Regions from separate parts of the Danio rerio genome. Here region 1 is linked to region 2. Evidence: chromatin contacts called from public Hi-C data. All regions are on one chromosome and are shown on one strand. The core of a region is the stretch at or near the end of the contact, and the rest is flanking DNA. Distances in the headings are between cores, read along the strand shown.

What was found. Hi-C and Micro-C count contacts between places; a contact is called where the count stands out from the background.
Region 1: a contact with region 2 is called in a Hi-C map of embryo, with 2.0 times the contacts expected there. The contact joins the enhancer-like site here to the promoter of timm9 in region 2. A contact is called at or near these places in 2 of 18 Hi-C or Micro-C datasets (embryo and gastrula embryo) and 1 of 4 datasets of contacts at active chromatin or transcription factors (embryo).

The regions. Positions count from the first base shown.
Region 1 is chr17:12,600,174-12,605,142 of GRCz12tu, reverse strand. arid4a (AT-rich interactive domain 4A) reads left to right here. Exons shown (of 21, transcript NM_001031668.1): 9 at 959-1,038; 10 at 1,287-1,363; 11 at 1,468-1,634; 12 at 3,545-3,617; 13 at 4,201-4,295; 14 at 4,700-4,797. Among named protein-coding and RNA genes, the nearest start is that of arid4a, 13 kb to the left of the region's middle. Within about 2 kb of position 2,127, at least 11 of the 62 cell types and tissues checked have an H3K27ac peak or open chromatin away from gene starts, as enhancers often do.
Region 2 is chr17:12,566,658-12,572,264 of GRCz12tu, reverse strand. It overlaps timm9 (translocase of inner mitochondrial membrane 9 homolog), which reads right to left and starts at 2,213. Exons shown (of 4, transcript NM_001159911.2): 1 at 2,125-2,213; 2 at 1,799-1,847; 3 at 1,587-1,682. The coding sequence starts at 1,837.

The sequences.
Region 1 (4,969 bases), core at 878-3,377, 33 kb before region 2:
TGAAAAGCCGCAGTCACACTGCACTTTTTGCCTCATAGACTTTTGGTGGGCCAATGTCCTGCAAGGTTTGGCTCCAAGTTGCCTCAACACACCTGCCTGGATGTTGCTAGCAAGCCTACTTAGAGCTTGATTAGCTTGCCCAGGTGTGTCCGATTGGGGTTGGATTTAAACTATGCAGGACATCGGCCCTCCAGGACTGTGATTGGGCACCCCTGCTCTAGTGTGACCATGGCATAAGACCTTGATTAGCTTGTTCAGGTGTGTTTGATTAGGGTTGTAGCTAAACTCTGCACGACACCAGCCCTCCAGAAACAAGTTTGGTGAAACCTGTATTAGATTGCCAGACATATTTGCATGAGCGAAGCCCTTCTTGGTGAGTGACAAGTACTGTAAAAATGGCACTATACGCTGTTAGTATTGTGGTTTGCATATGTGGATCACAGTTTTGGGTTTCTTTTTGTGTAATGAGGCAATAAACTACTGGCTCGCGCAGATACAGAATGTACAAATCGGCACGGTGTGTCTTTGGCTCAGTGCGTCACTGGATTAGATTTCACCCAATGACCAGCATTTGTACTTACAGCTCATTTCTAATAGCCAAGATAGCTGCTATAAGGCACAAAATTTGATAGTGCTGACAATGACAGAAATCATGCAAATACTTTAAATGCTACTGTTATTTACCCTCGCGAATGCAAATGCACGATTCATAAAAAATTAGAAAATAATTTAGAAAAGATTTTAGAAATTAGAAAAGAGTTTTCCAAATGTGCTTGAAACCGATAGGAAAAAAATACTAATTCAGGTGGGAATTTATGCATCAGACAATGATTTTTATTTATTTATTTTTTTTAATATATATATATTCATGATGAAATTATCAATTAAGACTTAAATCTTTAATTCTAGTATTTCGACACTGGTAAAGACTCGCTCGCTTCAATGTTCTCTTTTTCAGGTGATATCTCCAAGCTGCAATGATGACCTAACTGTCAAAAAGGACCAATGTTTAGTGAGATCATTTGCTGATTCCAAATTGTAAGTAGCAATGAAGAGTAGCTTTGACATTGACACACCAAAGTCTTTAACTATCTTGTGACTGTTTTGTTGGTAGACATTATTCCATGTTTAAAAGCTTTCCTTAAGTATTTTCAAGAACTTCAATGCAGATGTTTTACATTTTATGTGATTTGTTTTGTTATGAATTATATTTAATAATTTATTGTAACATTTACTTGTTGTTGTTGTTGTTTTCTCTCTGATGTATCTCTGTTTGTGTTCTGCAGTCACACCGTTGCACGCAAAGATGTTAAGGAAGTAAACATTGATACCCTGTCCAAACCTGAGTATTCCCTAAGAAAAGGTACAAGACCCAAGATTAGCTGCCCTCTGTTCACTTGAATGTTTCCAGGTCAAAGTTTCATCTCTTACTCGTTCTTTTTGTCCTTTTTTTGTTGCTTTTGCCAGGGTGTGAAGCAGCAAAGCTCTTTCTACAGAACAGACAAATCCCTGACAGGTGGAAAGTAGACTTGAGCGAGATCCTCGAATCTTCCAGCAGTGATGAAGACGATGAAGATGAAGATGGTGAAGGCAAAGAGGGTGAAGAAGAGGAGAAGGAGCCAGAACCAGAGGAAGTAAGACTCCAGCACTACTGTCATTTTCATTTCTTTGCCTTTTTTTCCCCATAGATGGGTTTTCTTTCAGAAGTTGTGGTGAGTTATGATGGTTTTGATGTATTACTACTTTATTTTTTTATCAGTAGTCGGTTAAGTTGGGAAAGTTGCACTCTTGTTTGATTAGTTTCTCCCCCATTTTATTATGGTATTTGAGACTTTGCTCTTGCTTGGATACTTGTTTCTTATTCTCCATTGATTGGCATGTAGTTTTGCAGGGATTTCTCTGATTAAAGGGTCTGCCAGAGCTAGGCACCAGGTGTGCCAAAGCAGTACTACGCCATTTGCTTCCAGTGGTGACTCCAAGAGCCCCAGTGTTGGTATTTATGTTGATTTGTGAAGACATTCCATCGGCCCTTTACATCTCGTGTTCTCGTACACCTTGATTAAGCCCACTGAATGGTCCCAGCATGTGGGAAAGCCCCCAGGCTCTGGACAACAATGTCTCATTCTTCCTGCTCTCTGAGTTTGGACAAATGGCCATTTGCTTGGTTTTTCCGACAAGTTCCCATGGCAACCGCACTCATTTCTTTTGGTTGTGAAAAGGCGGCGGGATTGGCTGAGGCCCAGTGGAGGTGTGCCAGTTCTGATGGTGGGCAGGGCTGATCTCATCTCAAAGACTCTTCTCTCCTCACTGGGGAACTTTGTGCACGTTGCACAATTATAAGGCCAGCATGTGAAAAGATAAGTAGAAACATTCGTTGGAAGCGTTGGGTTGTTTTTTGTTTTTTTTTTGTTTTTTTTTAAATGAATTTTGCATTTAGAAAGCCATCAGTTTAACTTTTAGTCTAGGGAAATGCTAAACTACATCTCTTTAAAATTAAAAAAATGTTTTGTAATCAGATGTCCTATTTTTTTGAAGTTGTAGTTTTAAAGGTTGTGCATTTTTAATAGGATGTTTATTAGTAAATCCTAATATTTCCTTTGTTGTAAATGAATGGGATCATTAAAAATGCTGCTGATTTGATGCTTGGTGCAGCAAAGCGCTTTTGCTGAGTTGTCTCTCCTGTGCTGTACAGAAATGCCTCACTTTAATGCTATAGGCAGAATTTAAGATGCAAGGTTTGAGGTAGTGTTTTGAAGATTTACTGCAAACAAACCTTTAGGCAAGAACTTCCTCATATTTTTTTATTTATTTATTATTTAATATTATTTTGAAGTTTGCTTAAGCGTTATAATCCTTGAATGTGCATTCTTGCTGGAAGACACTTGTACTAAAATGTCGTTGTTACCATCACAGCTATTTTTTTTGATGCTTTTACACTGCCACTAATATACTATGACGAGGGTAATTCCATTCAGAAACTAATGACTACTATGAGCCGGTTCTTGTTAATAATTCTTAAGCTGTTGTGAATCAGTAGGAGTGGTTGGTAAATTAGCCTGACTCACTTTCAGGCACGTTCATCTCTGACAACTGTTACGGTGTTGTGTTTGTGACTGGATATTGAGAGATGAAGGGATGCAATTACATGATTGGTTGTTCTGACAAATTTGTAATTAAATATACACAACAAAAACCTAAATTATGGTAATATATGACCAATTTGATCTTTTCATCTATCTGTCTATTCATCTATCTGTTTATCCATCCATCTAACACATTTTAAAATCATTCAAAAAGAATTGTCTATTACATCAATGAGAAGGTAATAAACGCAATGCTTTTTGAACATTCAAGAAGAGTTGCATTTATTGAATGTTCAAAAAGAATCACATTTATTACCGTCCAGTTAGTAAATAAATTGTTAAAGGGACAGTTCAGCCAAAAAAAGCATAATTCACTGTAAAAGATCCATGGTTTGTGAAAAAGTAAGGTATGTGATAATTCCACACCTCAGATTCTGATGTTGTACTTTTCTCTTATCCAGCCTGATGATGAGCCAGATCCAGAGGAAAGGGACCACTTTCTACAACAGCTTTACAAGTTCATGGAGGACAGAGGTAATACTTTCACCTCACCAGCTGAGATGAAACTATTTTCATTGGGCTGGCTGAATGATGTATATCATGGGTGGGATTAGGGCTGCACAATATGATATTAAAATGTGTGCATCCACAGTAGTCGCATCGCAAGATCTGCTATGTTGATTTGGGATTATTAAAATGTGTGCATCCGCAATAGTCGCATCACAAGATCTGCTATGTTGATTTGGGATTATAGTAGGCATGGGACGATAACCGTTTTCAAGGTATACCGTGGTTTGGAAAAGTCAAGGTTTAAAACCCTCAGAATTTTTTGTAATAACGTTCCTAGGGTATGAGTAAGATTTATTTTTTTATTTTTTACTTAATTTTTTTTTTTTTTTAGGACAACAGTATCTCCATGTATCGCAGATATACAAAATATCGCAATTTCAGATTTTTCCAATATTGTGCAGCTCTAGGTGGGATGTCTTTTATAATCTGTGTGTGGCTTTCAAAAGCTTATTTATTTCTCAAATTTTTTTTTAGGACTATTTCATGACCAGTTATGCTTGGCAATATTTTAGTTTAACGCTTCTCTGCATCTTTGCTTTCCTTCCAGGGACACCAATTAACAAACCTCCAGTACTTGGCTACAAGGATCTCAACCTCTTCAAGCTCTTCCGATTGGTACATATTCACGGAGGCTGTGACAATGTGAGTGTTCGAAGCGTTCCCACCCTCTTGTTTATTGGACTCTGGCAAATGGGAAGTGGGATCTTGCCAAAAAATATGAAGCGAAAGTGGCCACTGATTAAATTTCTGAAGTTCAGCTGGACTAAGATGAAAAAAAAAAAGACTTGTTTATCAAATTAATGTTCTGTGACTGTTATTGAGTGTAATTACATTTTAAAGTTTGGAGTGGTGATAATTGTTAAAACGGTTGCGCTTGTCCAAGTGATGTCATGCTTCTCTAAGCTTTCTGATCTTTGGGTGTGGTAGACGTATATGCACAACACTACCAGCTCTTAAAAACCAGAATTAGTGCTTTTAGTCACCAAAAAGACTAAAATGAAAAGACTTGTTTGTTTATTTTTGTCTTTTTTTTCTTCTTTTTTTAGATTGAGAGTGGTTCTATTTGGAAACAGATCTACATGGATCTCGGCATTCCCGTGCTGAACTCTGCTGCCTCATACAATGTGAAAACTGCCTACAGAAAGTAAGTGCAAGCTCTCACAAATCCTGCTGTACAGGACTGTATTTGTTTGCTCAGCAGCTAGTGTTCTTTTTCTGTCGTAGACACAAACTGAAGACAATTTTACACTTTTAAAGGTGACTTTCGCTGCACTGTAGATCATTAAATGATGATTAAAAGAAAATTCTAGATTTTC
Region 2 (5,607 bases), core at 964-3,463:
TCTTCACACCAGTGAAATATTTTTGGAGTCATCTTGCATATCAGACAGGTCTTTCACAGCCACCATTCAAAATTATGCCTCGAGAATAGCATCTCAGAGCTGTGGTGTTTCACAGGGTCCAAAACTCATTACACTTGCTGCCTCTTGTGCAATAAATAGTTTAAGTATTATCTTTGGTATACAAGTAAGAAATTAAAAAAAAAGCCTAAAGATTTGTTCAAAATGGTTTTAGCATTTAAATCATAAACCATTTTGAGGGTTGTAAACAAAAACAACGGTCCCAACGTATTTCCTGTTTTACATTTTTAATTTCTGTAGCTTCCAGGAATCTAAAAAGAGACAAATATTGACAAATAATGTTATAATAGCTGTTTTAACATTACGCTATGATTGAATTGCCTCTGTTCAGTTATGAAATAGTTTGACAACAAGCAGGAAATGTTTATGGGCCAATGACATGACCACATTGAAATGGTCTACACATGGACACGTTTAAAAAGCTGCAAAAACACTCAATTAAACTTGATTTAGTCTTAATTTTTCTTTCTATTACTGTTTAACCTTTTAATGTATGACTTCAAATAATAATAATGCATTTTATTTAAAGGCGCCTTTCATGACACTCAAGGTCACCGTACAGGACAGGTAAAACAATCAATTCAAATAAAAACACAAAAACAATAGAATACTATACAAAACAATGCAATCGGGTCAAAGAGAATAGGCTGTTCTAAACAGATGTGTTTTGAGTCTGGACTTAAATTGTGAAAGAGTCTACATTACGGAGAACAGGAGGAAGTGAATTCCAAAGCTGAGGAGCAGAGTGGCTGAAGGATCTGCTCCCCATGGTGACAAGGCGGACAGAGGGAACAGTGAGGTGAATGGAAGAAGACCTGAGTGTTCGAGAAGGTGTGGCGATATGAACAAGATTAGCAAGGTATGGAGGAGCGAGATTGTGGATGGCTTTTTAAAGGTGAGAAGAAGTATTTTATAATTAATTCTGTAAGAGATGTGAAGCTGTTGTAGAATGGGTGTGATGTAACCGACAGAGGGGGTTTATGTGATAATACGGGCTGCAGCGTTTTGTACCAGTTGTAATTTATGAAGAGTTTTTTTAAGGGAGGCCAAACAGAAGGGAATTACAGTAATCTAAACGGGATGTGACTAAACTATGAACAAGAATGGCAGCTGAGTGAGGTGTGAGGGAAGGACGTAAACGATTTATATTTCGAAGGTGGAAATAGGCGGACCGGGTGACATTATTAACATGTGCAGTGAATGAAAGGGTGCTGTCGAAGATGACCCCCAGACTCTTAACCTGAAGGGAGGGGGTAATGACAGAATCCTCTGTGGAAATGGAAAAACTATGGGATTTATTTAAAGTGGATCGTGTACCTATAAGTAAAAGTTTAGTTTTATTGTCATTTAATTTCAAGAAGTTTGTGGTGAACCAGGATTGTACCATAGAAACAAAAATACTTGCTTACAGAGATATTGTTGAAGACGCAGGGTAAGTTTTACTGATTAAAGGTAATTTTGATGCCATTTAAAGTTTAAACATTTGAATTCTTCATAAAATCACATACCTCCTCTGGCTTGACCTCTCTTGTGGTGAAATCTTTCACACAATCCATGAAGCAGTTCTCTGTCAGTTTATTGTAGGTTCCCAGGAATTCCTTAAACTACAAAATACAATAAACAACTCAAATTCAAAACTATATACATTCAATAAATATGCATGTGTGTGTGTGTGTGTGTGTGTGTGTGTGTGTGTGTGTGTGTGTGTGTTTTCTCTTACCTGTTTGATCTGATCTGATTCAGTGACCTGAGCTGCCATCGTTACGATGCTTTAAAACAGACGAATAAACAATTAACATAAATCTTTCTGTTGTCAAACAGTGCAGAATCTCCTAAAATAAATGCAGAATCTTTAGTAATAAAGGCCTCAGAGCAGTGAGAGGTGAGTGGCTACATTAGCCTTTAGCATCATGTACATTTATCACAGCGACCGTGCAGAAATGCCTCTCAAATTGAATGCATTAATATTCGCGTTACGATAAATAAGATTTTGACGGGAAAAACCGTATAAATAAGTAAAGCATGTGAAAGTATTAAAGCTGCTACCTTTGATGTAAGAGCTCAGACTGTGAAGGACATGTGAGAACACCACTGACTGAAATTATCAGCTGCTTCACAGCGGCACTTTCGCAACAAATAAGAGCCCTCTCGATTTATTTATTTATTTAAATGTTAAGTTTATTGTTGAGCCCTCTCGATTTAAATTGTAAAATCGTATATTTAAAATCCGTAAAATTGATTGGATGTGTATTTTATAGCTATTATTATTATTATTATTATTATTATTATTATTATTATTATTATTATTATTATTACCATTATTATCATTATTATCATTATTATCATTATTATTTATTTTACTACATGTCACTTTATATTATATTACTACATATATTATAAATCTGTACCATATAAATTATAAACACATATCCAATGTACAGATAATATATATTATTTGTTCTGTCTATACTGCACATTTTGATGAAAATAACTAGGTATGTTGTAAATGTTCCCCAAATGTATTATTGCACAAGGTAGAAATCTGCTGGAATTGTGTGTTTGCCCATGTATTTTGATGATTTACTTCATTATTTTATTTTGTTGTATGTTTTGCTGCCATTTTAATTCGTCTTTGGTGGCTTTTTTAGCTTTACTTATCTTTTTTTTTTACGGTATAGCAATGCATAATTCATTCATAACCGTGCATATTCTAAAACCACATTCTGGCTTCATTTGAACAACCAAAGTATTGTTCACAAAAGCAAATTTCGAGAAATGGTTTTTAAATTATTGTTTTTTTATATATATATATAATTAATTATTAGATGAAAATGGTAAGTAAGAGTCATCTGAGTTTTCTTGATTCATTCATTTTTCTACCGCGGGAGCAGCAGTCTTCCCTCTCCCCAGACACTTCCTCCAGCTCCTCTGGGGGAATCACGAAGTGTTCCAAGGCCAGCCGAGAGACATAGTCCCTCCAGTGTGTCCTGGGTCTTTCCTGAGGCCTCCTCACGGTGGGGCCTGCCGGGAGCACTTCCTTAGGTAGGCGTCCAGGAGGCATCAGAAACAGATGCCTGAGCCACCTCAGCTGACTTCTCTTGATGTGGAGGAGCAGCAGCTCTACTCCGAGCTCCTCCTGGGTGTCAGAGCTCCTCACCCTATCCATGGGAGTGCACCCTGCCACCCTTCAAAGGAAACTCATTTTGGCCGCTTGTATCTGAGATTTTGTCCTTTCGGTCATGATCCAAAGCTCACCAATAGGTGAGAGTAGGAACATAGATTGACTGGTAAATTGAGAGCTTTGCCTTTCGGCTTAGCTCCTTCTTCATCACAACGGACCAGTACATCGACCACATTACTGCTGCCGCTGCACCAATCTGCCTGTCAATCTCATGGTCCATCCTTCCAAGCTAAACTTTTTGAACCCTTAGTAAAAAAATTCAACACAGTAATTAATGCCATTCCCAATGGTTCAAAAACTTTATGAAAGGATGCAAATTTTTTATTTGGATCCTTCATATAGACCAAACAACCCAATCTCAAAAGAAGGGATATCAATAGTGGATTACAAATTCAATAACTGTGATGCAGAATTTATTTAACCATAAAACAATTCCAGCTTCTTTTTTAATGGCAGGCCACATCTATCATAAATTGAGACATTACTTGGAATCATCCACATAAATACTTGCTAATGAACAAAGTTAAAGAAATTACATGTAAAATATTACATAGATGCTATCCTTATAGCACTATTAACTCCTGAGACCATGCCGGTTGACTTCCTCTGTAGTGGACCTTGCGTTTTCATGAATTTTCTTTTTGAGCTACTCTGTCAAGTACTGTTGTACTGTGCAGAGGACATCCTGGGCTTTCTAGTGATATGTCATTTGGTTGGCTGCCAAACTAGGAAAACTGCATCCAAAATGGCCAGCATACAAACAAGCAAATTTTATGGGAAGGAGAGAGGAATGTAAATGTTTTTTTTTACTTTTTTTTACTTTTTTATTTTTTTTTAATTGTTTGTGTTACAAAATATCATCCTTTTTTAAATGTCAACTATAGTGGACACCAGGACCATCTTAATGTAATTAATGACTGCATGTTGTAGAAGGCAGAACTGAAGCAGAGAGGACTCTTTATTAGATAGTTGAGGGAGACTCTGACTTAGAGTCTGACAATCAGACAATTAGAGAATGATTTTTTTTAAATTGTTTTTATGTTGAGTTTGTTTTGGATTAACATCTCTTTCAGACTAAATTGTTTCAGGAATTTCATAACAAAAGGAAAAAAATGGCTTTTGTTTTGTTTTTGTTACATTACTGTTATATCCCTTTACAGCCATATCCTGTACAGTTCTGTTGTCTGAGTTTGGCTCTAGTTTGGATTCTAAAACGGGCCTGTGGTCCACTACAGTGGACATGCTGTACAATTAAAAATAAAAACAAAACGTAAAAACTCTAAATTGTAGATTTTTTATTTTATATTTTTTTTTAACTCAAATGACGTTGGAAATCTCAAAAAAAGCAACTCTTTGGATCTCAGTATGGTTATCGTAAATATATGCTAAATATTGAAAACAAATGTACATTTTGTGACTTGAAAGAAACTGTTGTTCATCTTTTTTGTGAATGTACTTGTGTGAAACTATTTTTGACGGAACCAGTATCTATCTCTCAGAAAAGACAAAGGATGATATTTGTTTAAATACTTTTGACATAATTTTCTTTTATTACAACTCTAAATCCTGCATTCAGTACATTGTTAACCGTTTAACATGTACATGAACATTTTTGGAAAAAATCGAACTCTGGCAATTTTTTTAATTGACTATAAGTCACCGTAAGTCATGTCTTTAATGGGCATAAAACAAAAAGTCTTTTAAAAGTAAAGAAAATAAGTGTATAACATCATATAATTTCCCCTCTGGTCTCTCTGTGTTTTTCTCTACTTTAATTTATATGTTTTTTTTCTCTTCCTTCTCTTTTCTTTAAAATGTATTAAGCAGATTACATCTTCGTTTTTTTCCAAATTTTTTTAAGTTTCTGCAATCTATTCTGTAATCTATTTTTTTATCCAGATTTTTTTTTTGAAGCATTTAACTGACAAGCATACAGGATTATATGATAATAGAGTAACAGTTATACAAAACGTAGGGATGCAGAACATACATTAAACAAAAATACTACATTATACAGTTGAAGTCAGAATTTTAGCCCCCCTTTGATTGTCTTTGTCTTTTTTAAATATTTCCTAAATTATGTTTAACAGAACAAGGAAATCTTCACACTATGTCTGATAATATATATATATATATATATATATATATATATATATATATATATATATATATATATATATATATATATATATATATATATATATATATATATATATATATTTTTTTTTTCTTCTGGAAAAGTCTTATTTGTTTTATTTAGGCTAGAATAAAAAAGTTTTAATTTTTTTCTGAACCCTTTTAAGGTCAAAATTATTAGCCTTTAAGCTATAGATATTTTTTCAGATAGT